Regions from separate parts of the Sus scrofa genome. Here region 1 is linked to region 2. Evidence: chromatin contacts called from public promoter capture Hi-C data. All regions are on one chromosome and are shown on one strand. The core of a region is the stretch at or near the end of the contact, and the rest is flanking DNA. Distances in the headings are between cores, read along the strand shown. Region 1 holds the start of ZYG11B (protein zyg-11 homolog B). Region 2 holds the start of CPT2 (carnitine palmitoyltransferase 2).

Region 1 (5,870 bases), core at 110-2,609, 420 kb before region 2:
GAGAGAGCTCTGGAACTGGATGGTGGTGACGAGAGCACAACAAAGTACTTAATGTCACTGACCTGTACACTGAAGAATGATTAGGATGATTAAAAAAAAAAGCATCAATATCCGTCTATATGGACTTGCATTTCGTATGTCTGTTTTTAAATTTAATGTTTCTAGTAATTACTTTTTATTGCACTTTACAAAAACAGTTTTGTGGCTGATTGGGGGCGGAAACCAAGCCTTTTTGCAGTTTGAGAATTGCGGAAGGTATGACCTTAGCTAAAAGGCAAATAGCTCATTTGTAGTAAGGAGAGGAAGGCAGCGTAGAGCAGCAGAGTTAGAAGCAGAGCAGAGTCATAGGTGGGTTGGAAGTAATGGTGACTGGTGGGACCTTATATTCTCCTGTTTGCTTCATTTTCACCATGAATTGGAAGCGAAATCATCAGTGAGCAGGGAAGAAGTGTTGGAGGTTTAAAGGGAGAGATACAAAACAGTTATGTAGTGAGGTGAGAGAGCGTATGGAACTGGAGAAATGCAGTAGGATCGCCAAGCGTTAAGGGCTTTTTTGACGAAAATGATAACAAGCTAGGTGGAGGCCAGTCAGTATGATTTTGGATTTTTCTCCCTTCTACCCCGTTTGGCTGCAGGTGTAGGATTAGAGTTTCCTCAGGTGAGTACAAGGAAAGGAAAGAAGGACTGGAGAAGTGAAAGTGAACACCGAGGGATGATGGACAGTAGAATCTAAGCTGTTCATGAAAGGAAATCGGATACCGTGAAGAATAGTGGAAAGGTAGTAGGAGCACTGGATGTTGAGTTTTGGTAAAGTTGAATTTTTGGAGTCGGGTATTTGAGGAAGTGAGCCTGAGAGGAAGGAGGCTGAGGTGGGAGAGTTGAATGATTGAAATTGAGATTATAGAGGGGTTATCTGAAATTCAGATTTAAAGTATAAGCACGGAAATGAGAGGCTGAGGCAAGGGCGATCCCTAGAGGCGAGGAACCCGAGAAGTTAGGTCTCTAGAGGAATCATCTAAAAGAATTGAAATCACTAAGAGAATATATGAATATTCTATATGAATATATAGAATACATGACAATAGAAATGAACGACAATGAACAGAAGCACAGGGGTCTGTATGCAACCCAAACGAATGGCAGCTCTAGTCTTCTGTAGGACGTATATTTAAATCTCTAGTTTTTAAAGCACTGGTTATTTGAAGACGTGTGGCTCTTTTAAGGGTCTGAGAAGGGGAGAAGCCAGGGGTCGGGCGCGCGGGCGGGGGTGGGGAGGTTGGGGAGCGGTGGGGGGGCCGTGGCCAGGGCTCCTGGGCCGAGTCTGCGCAGTGAGGGAGGAGGCGGGGCCGAGCTTGTGTTTGCGGGCGAGGGCGGAGCCTCGGGGGCGGAGTCTGCGCTCGGGATCGGGCTGCGGCTGCGGCTGCTGCACTTTCAGCTTCCGAGGCGAGGAGGCCGAGGCCTGGGCCGAGCCCGGAGCCGCCGCTCGTCGGAGCCTCCTGGAGCCCCCGCGCCGGCTCAGCCTGGGGGCGGGCTCAGGCCCGGCCCGCCGCCGAACCCAGGACAGAGGCTGCATGCCAGAGGACCAGGCCGGCGCAGCCATGGTGAGAGAGCGAGGCCTGCCTGAGCCGCAGCCTCCCGCCACCCTGGCCCCCGCGGGCCTGCCCCTCCCCAGCTTTGACGCCCCTTCTGCTCCTGCCTTTACCTCCCCTCCTTGTTACCTCCCCTTTGGTGACCCACTCCTCCTTCCCCTTGGTCTCCGGCCACCTGCCGTGGTGACAACCCCCCCCCCCTTAATCTCTCTCCATCCCGGTGACACCCTTTTTAAAAATCACCCCCAGTGACAGCCTCTTTCGCGGTCCCCTTTGCCGCCCCCTCCTTGTCCTTTAACCCGACCTTCTTTTTCTTCTGTACCATTTTGCCTTGTTCTCTCTTTTGGGATCTCTACGCCTTCCCTTCTTTTCCTCCCTCTTTTTCGCTCCTGCTCCTTGCTCTCGCTTCTTACCCCCTTTCACCATTTTATCTCCACTGCCCTCTCCTTTCTCCCCTTCGTCCTCCACCATCCACATTTCCTCTCCCCCTTATCGGATGTCCTCGCTTCCCCGCTCTCACAGCTGTCCCCATTTCCTTCTACGGGATTCAAGGGTCTCAACAGGAACAATTTGAGGGCGATTGCTTCCCAAGAGCTGTAGGGCGGGCAGATAGAGATTCTTAGGCTTTTTTCTTCCTTTTCTTTTTTTTTTTGCAGAGGGAAGGGGGAGTTTGGCGGTGCTTCGAGAGAGCCTGCAAGCCTTATTTCCTAATGTCATTGCAAAACCTGAGTGATAGTGTGTTTTGGAGCGATCGAGTGAGGCATGGGGTGAGGGCCACCCTGCATACTATGGTCTTATGAGATATCTCGCCTTTGGGCAGAAATAACTTAAAGTGTTTTCGAATGTATTTTTATTTTGAGCATCTTTTAATGTGAAGGTACCGTTTGAGAAATTTGAAAGCATTTATGTACAGTCTTTCCTGTTACTCATAACAAATGGTTTGTTTTTGTTTGGAGGCAGAGACCAGGGCATCTGAATAACCCAGATCAGTTTGGCAGTCAGATATGACAGTCTCTTTAATACCTTCTATTATCTTCTTTTGTTTTGCCCTTTCTGCTTTTAGCTGGGAAACCCTTACATTTGCAAATTTCCTCTCTCCTTCCTGTTTCAAAATAGGTTGAGGCTTCAGTGCGATTTTCATTGAGTTGGGTTACACATGGTTTGCAGTTCCTTTAATGAACTCATTGCTCCATCATATACAGCAATCTAGATTTTGGTCTCTGGGAGGAATAAGACATTCTAGTTCCAACTAAGTCCTGGTAATCATATTCTTCTAGGAGGCTGGTCAATTTCTGTTTTTTTCCCCTGTTTTTTCGGAAAGTGGTTTATTATAAAGTTATTTAATCTGCGAACTTTCCCTAACTCACTGACTCTGCATTTTTAGGTGGTCATTCTCCAGCGTCTACCTCTACAACAACCCTTCACATTCACAACCCATCACACTGTCATTGTCTGTTAACCTGTTTCTTCTCCTGAAATGTGAGTTCATCTAGGCAGCAGCTGTGCCTTATTTAATTCTCTTATTCCCAGGGCCCAGGCCAAGTAGGTACTTGAATGATTTCACCTTATGGTCTCATTTTCCTATCTGACAAATAAGATCTTAAACTGAATTTTGAGTCCACTGGTGGACTTACACAGAAAGAGTGAATTTGAGAATCTTATTTTTGGTGAGAAAAGGAAACTTAGTAAGATGCGATGATCTCCTCTTCAGAATAAAGAGCTGCCTCACCAAAGACACTAAGTGGCTAGCTTTTTGGAAGTGTTAGCCTTCCCAGTGGGAATGAATGTGTGAGTACAGAGGGAGAAGTTATGAACTCCTTTCTGGGTATTTAGGATGCAAAAGCGTCGTTTGAGCTGGGCCTGAAAGATGAATAGGATGTATATAGATCATTTGGGGAAGGAGAAGAATGCTTTGTTGGGAATGTGAGTAGAAAATAATTAGGGTGTATTATAGGTGACAGGATTAACTTTCTGTGACAGGAAGGTCACAGGAATGAGGATGTATAGTAGGAAAGGAGACTGGATACATTAGACATGATTATGATTTAGACTTGGCCTCCAACTAACTGGAGTTTACCTTACTTGTTAAAATGCATGCACACAGTGTGAATGTATATGCATGGGAGAGGTGACGAGAAGGCAAAATATTAGCTTATTATGAGTTGAGGATTATTATATTTATTATTAATTTAAGTAATTTTAAATTACTTTAAAATTTTTCCTTATGTAATAGATGTAAATAGGCATTCAAGAAATAGATCAGAACATTATTATAAAGCTTTGTATTTTATATTTTTCAGAATTTTCATTGTTGTGTTTTGAATAGTTGAAATGTCTAAGACAGGGATTCTGAAACATTACCATGAATCAGAATTACGTACAGGGCTTGTGGTCTGCCACTTCCAAAGTTTGATTTCTTAGGGCTTGGAGTAGGGCCTGAGAGTTTGCATTTTTAACAAGTACCCGTATCAGCCTGATGCTCCTGATCTGTGAACCACACTTTTGAGAACCACTGGTCTGAGATAGCATCCTTTTTATTCATCTAACAACTTTTGAGTGCCATTGACTATTGACATTGAAGATATTACAAATAATAAAACAGATGTGGTCTCTGCTTTTTTGTATCTTTTGTCTGCAGACAATATAGACATCAAGTAAAAAGTAATTATAAATGTGGAGAATGCTAAAAAGGAAAAATGGCGGGACAATGGTATGGCATAGTTAGGGACGGCTTCCCAGAGGATCTTACTCTTAGGAAGAAAACTAAAGGATTAAAGTGGAGGAGTTGTGTTGTGGAAAACCAGATGGAAGGAATAGCACACATGAATGGCCTGTGATGGTATTCTCTCTTGTCTGCTTAACTTTGCATGTCCTGAAGTCCTCAGCTCTAGGAAGTCAGGGAAACCCCAATTGCCCTCCTATCTATTAAAACAAAAACTAAAACTAAAACACCCCTCCATTATGTAATCCTCTTTCATAGACTACACATCAAGTGTAATTTTATATTTCCTACTATGCTTTTTTTTTTTTTTTTGGCTTTTTAGGGCTGCACGCTGGGCATATGGAGGTTCTCAGGCTAGCGGTTGAATCACAGCTACCGCTGCCGGCCTGTGCCACAGCCACTTCAACATCACATCCAAGCCTGTGACCTACATACACCACAGCTCATGCCAACGCCAGATCCTTAACCCCCTGAACGAGGCCAGGAATTGAACCTGCAACCTCATGGTTCCTGGCCGGATTCGTTTCCACTGTGCCGCAACGGGAATTCCATCCTACTATGATTTTTTTGTTTAATGTCTATCTTTATCCCCAGACTGTAAAAATCATTGATATGGAAGTGGTTTGGTTTTTTTTCTTTCTTTCTTTTTTTTTTTTTTGGCCACACCCATGGCATATGGATGTTCCCAAGCCAGGGACTGAATCCAAACCATAGCTGAAGTAGCTCCTTAACCCACTGCACCCTGCTGGGGATCACACCCACACCTGCACAGAGACAGCACTGGATCTTTAAGTGTTATGCCGCAGCAGGAGCTCCGTGTATAGGCCCTGTTTTAAATGCTTTACATATTTTACCTCATTCAGTCCTCATAGCAAGCAAGGAGGTAAGTATTAGCTCTTTGAAAGTAGAGACCATGTTTGTTTTGGCTTATGTTGCAAATTTAACATTTACATAAGCCATCCCTAACTATCCCATACCTTGGTCCTACCCCTTTTCCTTTTTCAGCACTCTTCACCTCTATAATTACTCTTTTTGCTTGATGTCTGTATTGTCAACAGACAAGAGATACCAGCGTGCTCAATAAATATTTATCGAATGGGCGAATAACTTTGGAGAGGATCGGAAAGTCAGGAAGGCTTTGTTGAGAAGGAGCATTTGAATTGGAGTTTTAACTTGTGGGTTTTATTGGCTGAGAGTTTGGGAAGAAAAGCCATTCTCGGCAAAGGGACCAACTTGAGCATAGATGCTCAAAGGAGGCATGACGCTGGGAAATGAGTGGCTCTAGCAGTGAGAGTACAGGAGGATGTGGGACTAGGGGAGCCTCGGGTCAGATCATGGAGGACCTTGAATCATAGGCTCAGGACTTTGGGCCTCATGGTAAAAACCCTGAGTCCCTTGAAAGGTGTGAAGGAATTATAATGAAGAGATTCTGAGGGTGAACACTCTAAATCCACATGAAGCATGGTGTGGAGTGGCAAGAGCTGTTGTTGCTCAGTGCGAGTGGAAGGGAAATGTGTGAACTTTCGCCCTAACCTTGTGGTAGTGGCGGTGGTGGTGAT
Region 2 (6,240 bases), core at 3,390-5,889:
TGGCGAGAACATAAACACCGTTCACGCTTTACTTGGATTGCCAAGGGGAAGCTTCTGAGCCGAGGGCTTAGATTTGTCACTGCCCGCCGTGCACCTCCCCGCAGGCTTTTGACCCCCTGTTCAGCTCTTAGACTAGATGGGCGCTACCCCTTGGCCCTCGGTCTCTAGAATTGAACTACTGCTGTTCGACTGGGTGCACTGTTTCCTGCAGGTTCTCTGGTCCTTAGCTCTCCGCGCGCGGTTGCTGATGTTTGCCTCAGGTTGTGAGGCTTTGGAAACTGCCTGGATCTGGAGGGAGCTGCTTCAGAAAGGGTTGGATACTCTCCCGCAGGCCCTACACACTACAGACAAAATGGCATTGCTGTTTTAGACTTGGGTCAGCTCAGTCTGTTGTCCCCTCCAGGGAAAAGGTTCAGATATGCAGTATTTTTAGTTTCATGTTGAATGCTCAGGGATTTGGCTCTCTGCAGAAGCCGCCAGGGTCTCCTCTGAGTCTCACTCTTCCAGGCTCCCGGTTGTTGTGCAGTGAGGACGCCTCCTGGAAGCCAAAGCCGCACTTCCCACATGGCCCCTCCTGCCAGCCGGGCACCTGAGATGCGAGCTGCACCCAGGCCAGCTCCACCATCTGCTAATGGCTCCCCTGCTGCTGCACCTTGGCAGCCAGATCCGATGGCCCAGATGGCAACCCCTGCAACTGGTGCATCTGTGGGCTCTGCCCTCGGCCGCATGATAGGTCATGCCATCCCTCGGGGCTTCAGTGGAGGAAGAAATGCTGAGCCCCAGGAGCCTCAGGGACCCCAGCTGGCACAGCAGCAGGAGATTGGCCCATGCTTCTATGAGGTGAAACAGTTTTTGGTCACCAGGGTGCCCTTAAGCTTTGTGAGAGTTTCATCGAGGTGCCGAAACAGTGCAGAAGGGCAAATGGATTAGCTTAATCAAGACGCTCCATTGATGGAGTTCCCGTCGTGGTGCAGCGGAAACAAATCTGACTAGGAACCATGAGGTTGAGGGTTCGATTCCTGGCCTCACTCAGTGGGTTAAGGATCTGGCGTTGCCATGAGCTGTGGTGTAGGTCGCATACATGGCTCCGATACCAAGTTGCTGTGTCTGTGGTGCAGGCCAGCAGCTATAGCTCCGATTGGACCCCTAGCTTGGGAACCTCCATATGCCATGGGTGTGGCTCTAAAAAGCAAAAAAGCAATAAAAAATAAATAAATAAAAGCTCCGTTGAAGACACAAAAATCATCCCTCATGACCTAATTGATTTAGTTAGCATCAAAATGTGATAGTGAAGATAATACGTGTGAAATCAAAGTTAAACCTCTCCTCTTTCACTAAGAGCTTTCGTGTTTCTGAACTGCCGTGGAAGAGCGTGGTCTTTCCACAGTCTCACACTTTGAGGTGGTGTTGAGTTTGGGGCTGGGCAGATGTTTGTGTGGCCTCTTAAATATGCTTTCTGATGTTATTGTTTGTGAATGAATTCGAATAAAGTGGTTTTCTTTCCAAAAAAAAAATTTTCTTAGGGATTTGTAGTCACTGAATGCGTGTGTGGGCTGATGAGTGATATTCCTGTTGAACTAGGGGTCACCTCATTAGATAAGGGCAGAGCTGAGACCAAAACTCAGGTCTCTCGACCGTCCGTCCAGGGCTCTTTGCCGTGAGCTCCGGCTCTGCTTGGTCAGCCATGGGACAGAGCCACTGTCCTGGGCCACCTCTCACTCCCAGAGCCAGGAGTGAGAGCTGAAGCTGGGGGAACACCGTGTTCCTGGAATGGGATTCTGTGTCTCATGCCAGACAGCACGATTTTGTTTCTTGTACCTCTCTTTTTTCTTCTGTAAAATGGGAGCAGAGCCTACTTGATCCTTCAGCTGCAGCTGAAAGCAGGAATGAGATTGCAGTGGGATGGTTTTGTGATGAGTAAGGATGATGAATCTCTGTTCACGCTGTATAATCTTGAAATCGTGTACCAGACCCTAAATCTTTGTGTTTTGAAATAAAAGCCCTTTCCTTTAGCCTCCCAGGCCTCCCCGCCAGTCACAAAAGGCTGACTCAAGCGTTCATGACGAGGAAATACAGGTACAGCTAAAAACTAGCTAAAACAGTCTCTATTTTGCTATGTCCTGCCTTCACACACTAACTTATCACTAATGTTTACTTTTTTTTTTCTTTTGCCATTTCTTGGGCCACTCCTGCGGCATATGGAGGTTCCCAGGCTACGGGTCGAATTGGAACTCGAGCCACTAACCTATGCCAGGGCCACAGCAATGCAGGATCCGAGCCGCATCTGCAGTCTACACCACAGGTCTCGGCAACGTCAGATCCTTAACCCGCTGAGCAAGGCCAGGGATCGAACCCACAACCTCATGGTTCCTAGTCAGATTCGTTAACCACTGAGCCACAACAGGAACTCCTTTCTTCTTCTTTTTTTTTTTCAATGTTTACTTTCTAGTTAGAGTTATGTTGCACTTAGGGTCTGGGTTTTCACCAATGATCTCTTCCTTGCTTAATTGCTATTTTTACTAATGGTTACTTACTAGTTAGTAATTTGCTAGTTAGTAATATTTCACCTTTACTAATGGTTACTTGCTAGTTAGTCACTTGCTAGTTAGTAATATTGCACCTCGTGTTTTCTTTTGTAATTGAAACACCCCCTAACACCCCTTCCCTGTCAGCAACCTTCATCCCAGAGAGACAAGCAAGGAAGGATAACTCTGAGGACAACCAGAAACCATCACCAGACGCACCCGTGCTGGCCTTGACGACTCTGAAATGATCTATGGATGAAAAATAACATAGATGCCTTCATCAAGAACCTTGTCTTCCGAGCTAAACCTACAAAACCCCTTGCTATCCTTTCTCAGGACAGGACACAGTTTTGAGGCTTTCGCCTACTGTGTCCTCCTTTGCCTGGCAAAGCAATAAAGCTCTTCTTTCTCTTCCTCCAAATTCTGTCTCCAAGACTTTAACACAATCTTAGAGATTGTGTACAGCGGCCGCATTTCGGCTATAAATCTTAGAGTCTGGAGTTGGAAGGAATCTTGGAGGTGATCTGGGGACGGGCAGTCTCACATGGTCCCCTGAGCATGGAAGGCTCCCTAGGGCCAGAGGCAGAGCTTCCAGTCCTTGGAAAAATTCAAGGTGAAAAGATGGTCGCGCAGAAGGGATCCTTCTCTAAAAGGGCTTTCTGCTCAGAAGCGGTGGCTGGATGGGAGACGCCATGGTTTCTGGCTTCTGCACACATTTTCTCTAATACTGGTTCAGGGGAGCCAGCAGGGCAGCTGTGCGGAGCTAATCACAGAAACGTCAAAACCCTCCTGCTGGGCAAACTTGACTGGTAACGACAACCATCACCACCATTTACTGCTCACAGCGCCAGGCACTGGGTTACCACATTCGGCCTCTGTCTGCCAGTGCCCAATTAAAATGCAGAGACATGGAGTTCCTGTCGTGGCGCAGTGGTTAACGAATCCGACTAGGAACCATGAAGTTGCGGGTTCGGTCCCTGCCCTTGCTCAGTGGGTTAACAATCCAGCGTTGCCGTGAGCTGTGGTGTAGGTTGCAGATGCGGCTCGGATCCCGCGTTGCTGTGGCTCTGGCGTAGGCCGGTGGCTACAGCTCCGATTCGACCCCTAGCCTGGGAACCTCCATGTGCTGCAGGAGTGGCCCAAAAAATAGCAAAAAGACATTAAAAAAAAAAAAAAAAAAAGAATTACTTTAAAAAAAAAGAAAAGAAAATGCAGAGACGAAATTTGGGGTAAAGGAGAAAAAAAGAGCTTTCTTGCTTTGCGGGGCAAAGGGGGGCCACCGCAGGCTAATACGTTAAAGACTGTGTTCCCCCCACTGGAAAGAATTGGGAGGAGTTTTATAGTGAAAAGGAGAAAAGCAGGTTTCCAGACAGGAATCGGGATTGGGACAAACATGCCCTCTTCTTTTTTGGGGGAATCCTAGTCGTCAAAGCTGGAGTCGGATGACCTCGGTATGATCGAGAGGGTGGTCTCCTGGGTTACTGCCTAGAACAACAGTACTCGCGAAAAGGGAATACTGATCAGAGATGACCACAAACTAGGAAAGTTCCTGAAAAACATCATGTGCCAAGAATCTTTGACCCACAGGCACCTGTGCTCAAGGTGCCTAATCTTTAGCTTACAGGTGATTGTGTTTAGGATGCAATTAAGCGAGGGAGAAGGCCAAGGAAGGACTCGAAGCGGTTCCGTTTTAAAGTATTCATTGCTAAAAGAAGCATAAGGACTATCACTTCTCTCTTAGGTGTCTGAGATGCCTAACTTATTATGTGTATTCCTTGGGAGGGAACCAGGATCCTGCCCCAAGGCTGGACGACTGTTACCTGACTGTTCCTCCCTTGTCTTTGCATCCCCTTCCTTCCCTGATCAGCAACTGTCTGAACCTGTCCCTAGGAGCTCAGGGAAGGTCATGGTGGCTGAACGAGGCCCATTTCCTAAGAAAAATTAACGTGAGGCACAGAAAGGCTTTTGTGCCCAGGAGCCCTTTTGCCACCCGGAGCCCCACAGGGTGGTGCGCGTTTCCACTGTACACACCGTTACTGCATTTCCTAACTAGGAATGTGGGAGGTGGCTTAATGGTTAGAACCTGTTTCTCAGATGAGGAAACAGGTTTAACATTTTTCCCACGATCTCCCAAGGACAGAGTCTGGAACGAATTCATCAGACTCCGAAAAGTTTTTCGCCTTTTCTTTTTCTGCCACTTCAGTTTCAATATTGTTTCGGAAGAGGAGAAGGGCGTGCCTTGGGAGCTCCTTTTCCCGCGCAGCCTAGGGAGCAGAAGCGGGAGCCACGGAGCAGAGACGGCAGCGGGCCGGCTCGCCCCGCAGTGGGCGGGCCCCTCTGAGCGGAGGGCCTGTGGGCGGGCCCTCAGTGGCAGGGCCCTTCCGTGGGCGGGGCCTTTCCATGGGGCGGGGCCTTCCGTGGGCGGGGCCCTAAGGCCGGAAGTGGCCTCGTGGACCTGCCCTAACCGAACTTGAGTCCCTGACCCGGCGTCCCGGGAACCTGAGGGCAGCGGCTTGGGCTCTGCACACCAAAACCACACGGTCGCCGCGTTCGTGCTGCTGCCGCCACCCGAGACGATGATGGCTCGTCTGCTGCTGCGCGCCTGGCCCCGGGACCTTGCTGTTGGCCTGGCAGCCCCCTGTCGGACCCTAAGCGCCGGCTTCGAGCCGGGTCAGTACCTGCAGCGCAGCATCGTGCCCACTATGCACTTCCAGGACAGTCTGCCCAGGTGAGCCCCGCCGCCCACCGCCAGCCGTGAAGCGGCCCCAAGCTTACCCCACTCACTCACGACTGTTCTGCTGAACCCTCTTCTGCCCCCAAACCTCTACCTGGGACGGTGCCGTATCCTCCAATTTGAAAATCCTGTGACTTTCAGGCTCTCCTGGCACAGGAACTTGAGAACGCTCAAATTCTCTTCCCGAATCCTCCCACTGTTCGCTTAGATTTTCTCTCTTGAACTCTTCTCGAACTTCTCCAGGAAGCCAACTTCCAATCAGATATCTAATTGTCCCTCCTACTTCTCCCAGAAAAATGTCCTACCTGCATATCTCCAGCCCTGTCCTTACTCCTCCAACTAGGGTGTCTCCCCCCCAATCCTGCCCAGACGATGGAGCAGCCAATTCCTGATGCATAATAGTTACTCTCCCTCCACTTCTCCCAACACTCCCCCTTTTGGACACCCGGCCCTCGTAACCCTCAGCCCTGCTCGCTGTGCCTCCAGTCCTGTTTATTTTAGCATCCTACCAGTCTCCCCCAGACTCACCTTACCCTCCCCCAAGTCTTCAACCTTCTAAGTCAGTCTTCACCTGGAAGCCTTTCACCGCTATCAAACCTTCCTCAACACTCCCCCACCTTCCTGCCCCTAAAAGAGCCTCCCTAACCCACATTAGCCCCTGCAACTTCAGCACACCCTCACGGAATTACAGACACTGCCCTCAGTAACCCTCCCCAAATCTTATTCACATTAGGTCCAGAGCCCACCCCAGTTCTGTGCCTCCTCATCAAAGCTACCCTTTCTTTCCACCTTGTGAAATACTTCTCCCAGAATCTACTCCCCCTGTAAAACAGCCCCCATAAATCTTCCTCTCTCTTTCCTTCGCCCGGTAGTTTAATTCAGCTTCCAGTTTTCACAGGCTTTGAACAACAGGCCTTAATCTAAACTGCCAGTTCTCTTTCAATATTAGAAATTTCCCCAAGGAGTTCCTGTTGTGGCTCA

What was found. Promoter capture Hi-C pulls out the DNA fragments that hold promoters and counts their contacts.
Region 1: a contact with region 2 is called in a promoter capture Hi-C map of fetal skeletal muscle, with 4 times the contacts expected there. The contact joins the promoter of ZYG11B here to the promoter of CPT2 in region 2. A contact is called at or near these places in 2 of 5 promoter capture datasets (fetal liver and fetal skeletal muscle) and 1 of 2 datasets of contacts at active chromatin or transcription factors (alveolar macrophages).

What each region holds. Positions count from the first base shown.
Region 1 is chr6:159,476,106-159,481,975 of Sscrofa11.1, reverse strand. ZYG11B (protein zyg-11 homolog B) reads left to right here and starts at 1,359. Exons shown (of 14, transcript XM_021096631.1): 1 at 1,359-1,601. The coding sequence starts at 1,572.
Region 2 is chr6:159,059,726-159,065,965 of Sscrofa11.1, reverse strand. It overlaps CPT2 (carnitine palmitoyltransferase 2), which reads left to right and starts at 4,639. Exons shown (of 5, transcript NM_001246243.1): 1 at 4,639-5,253. The coding sequence starts at 5,102. It also overlaps the pseudogene LOC102164720.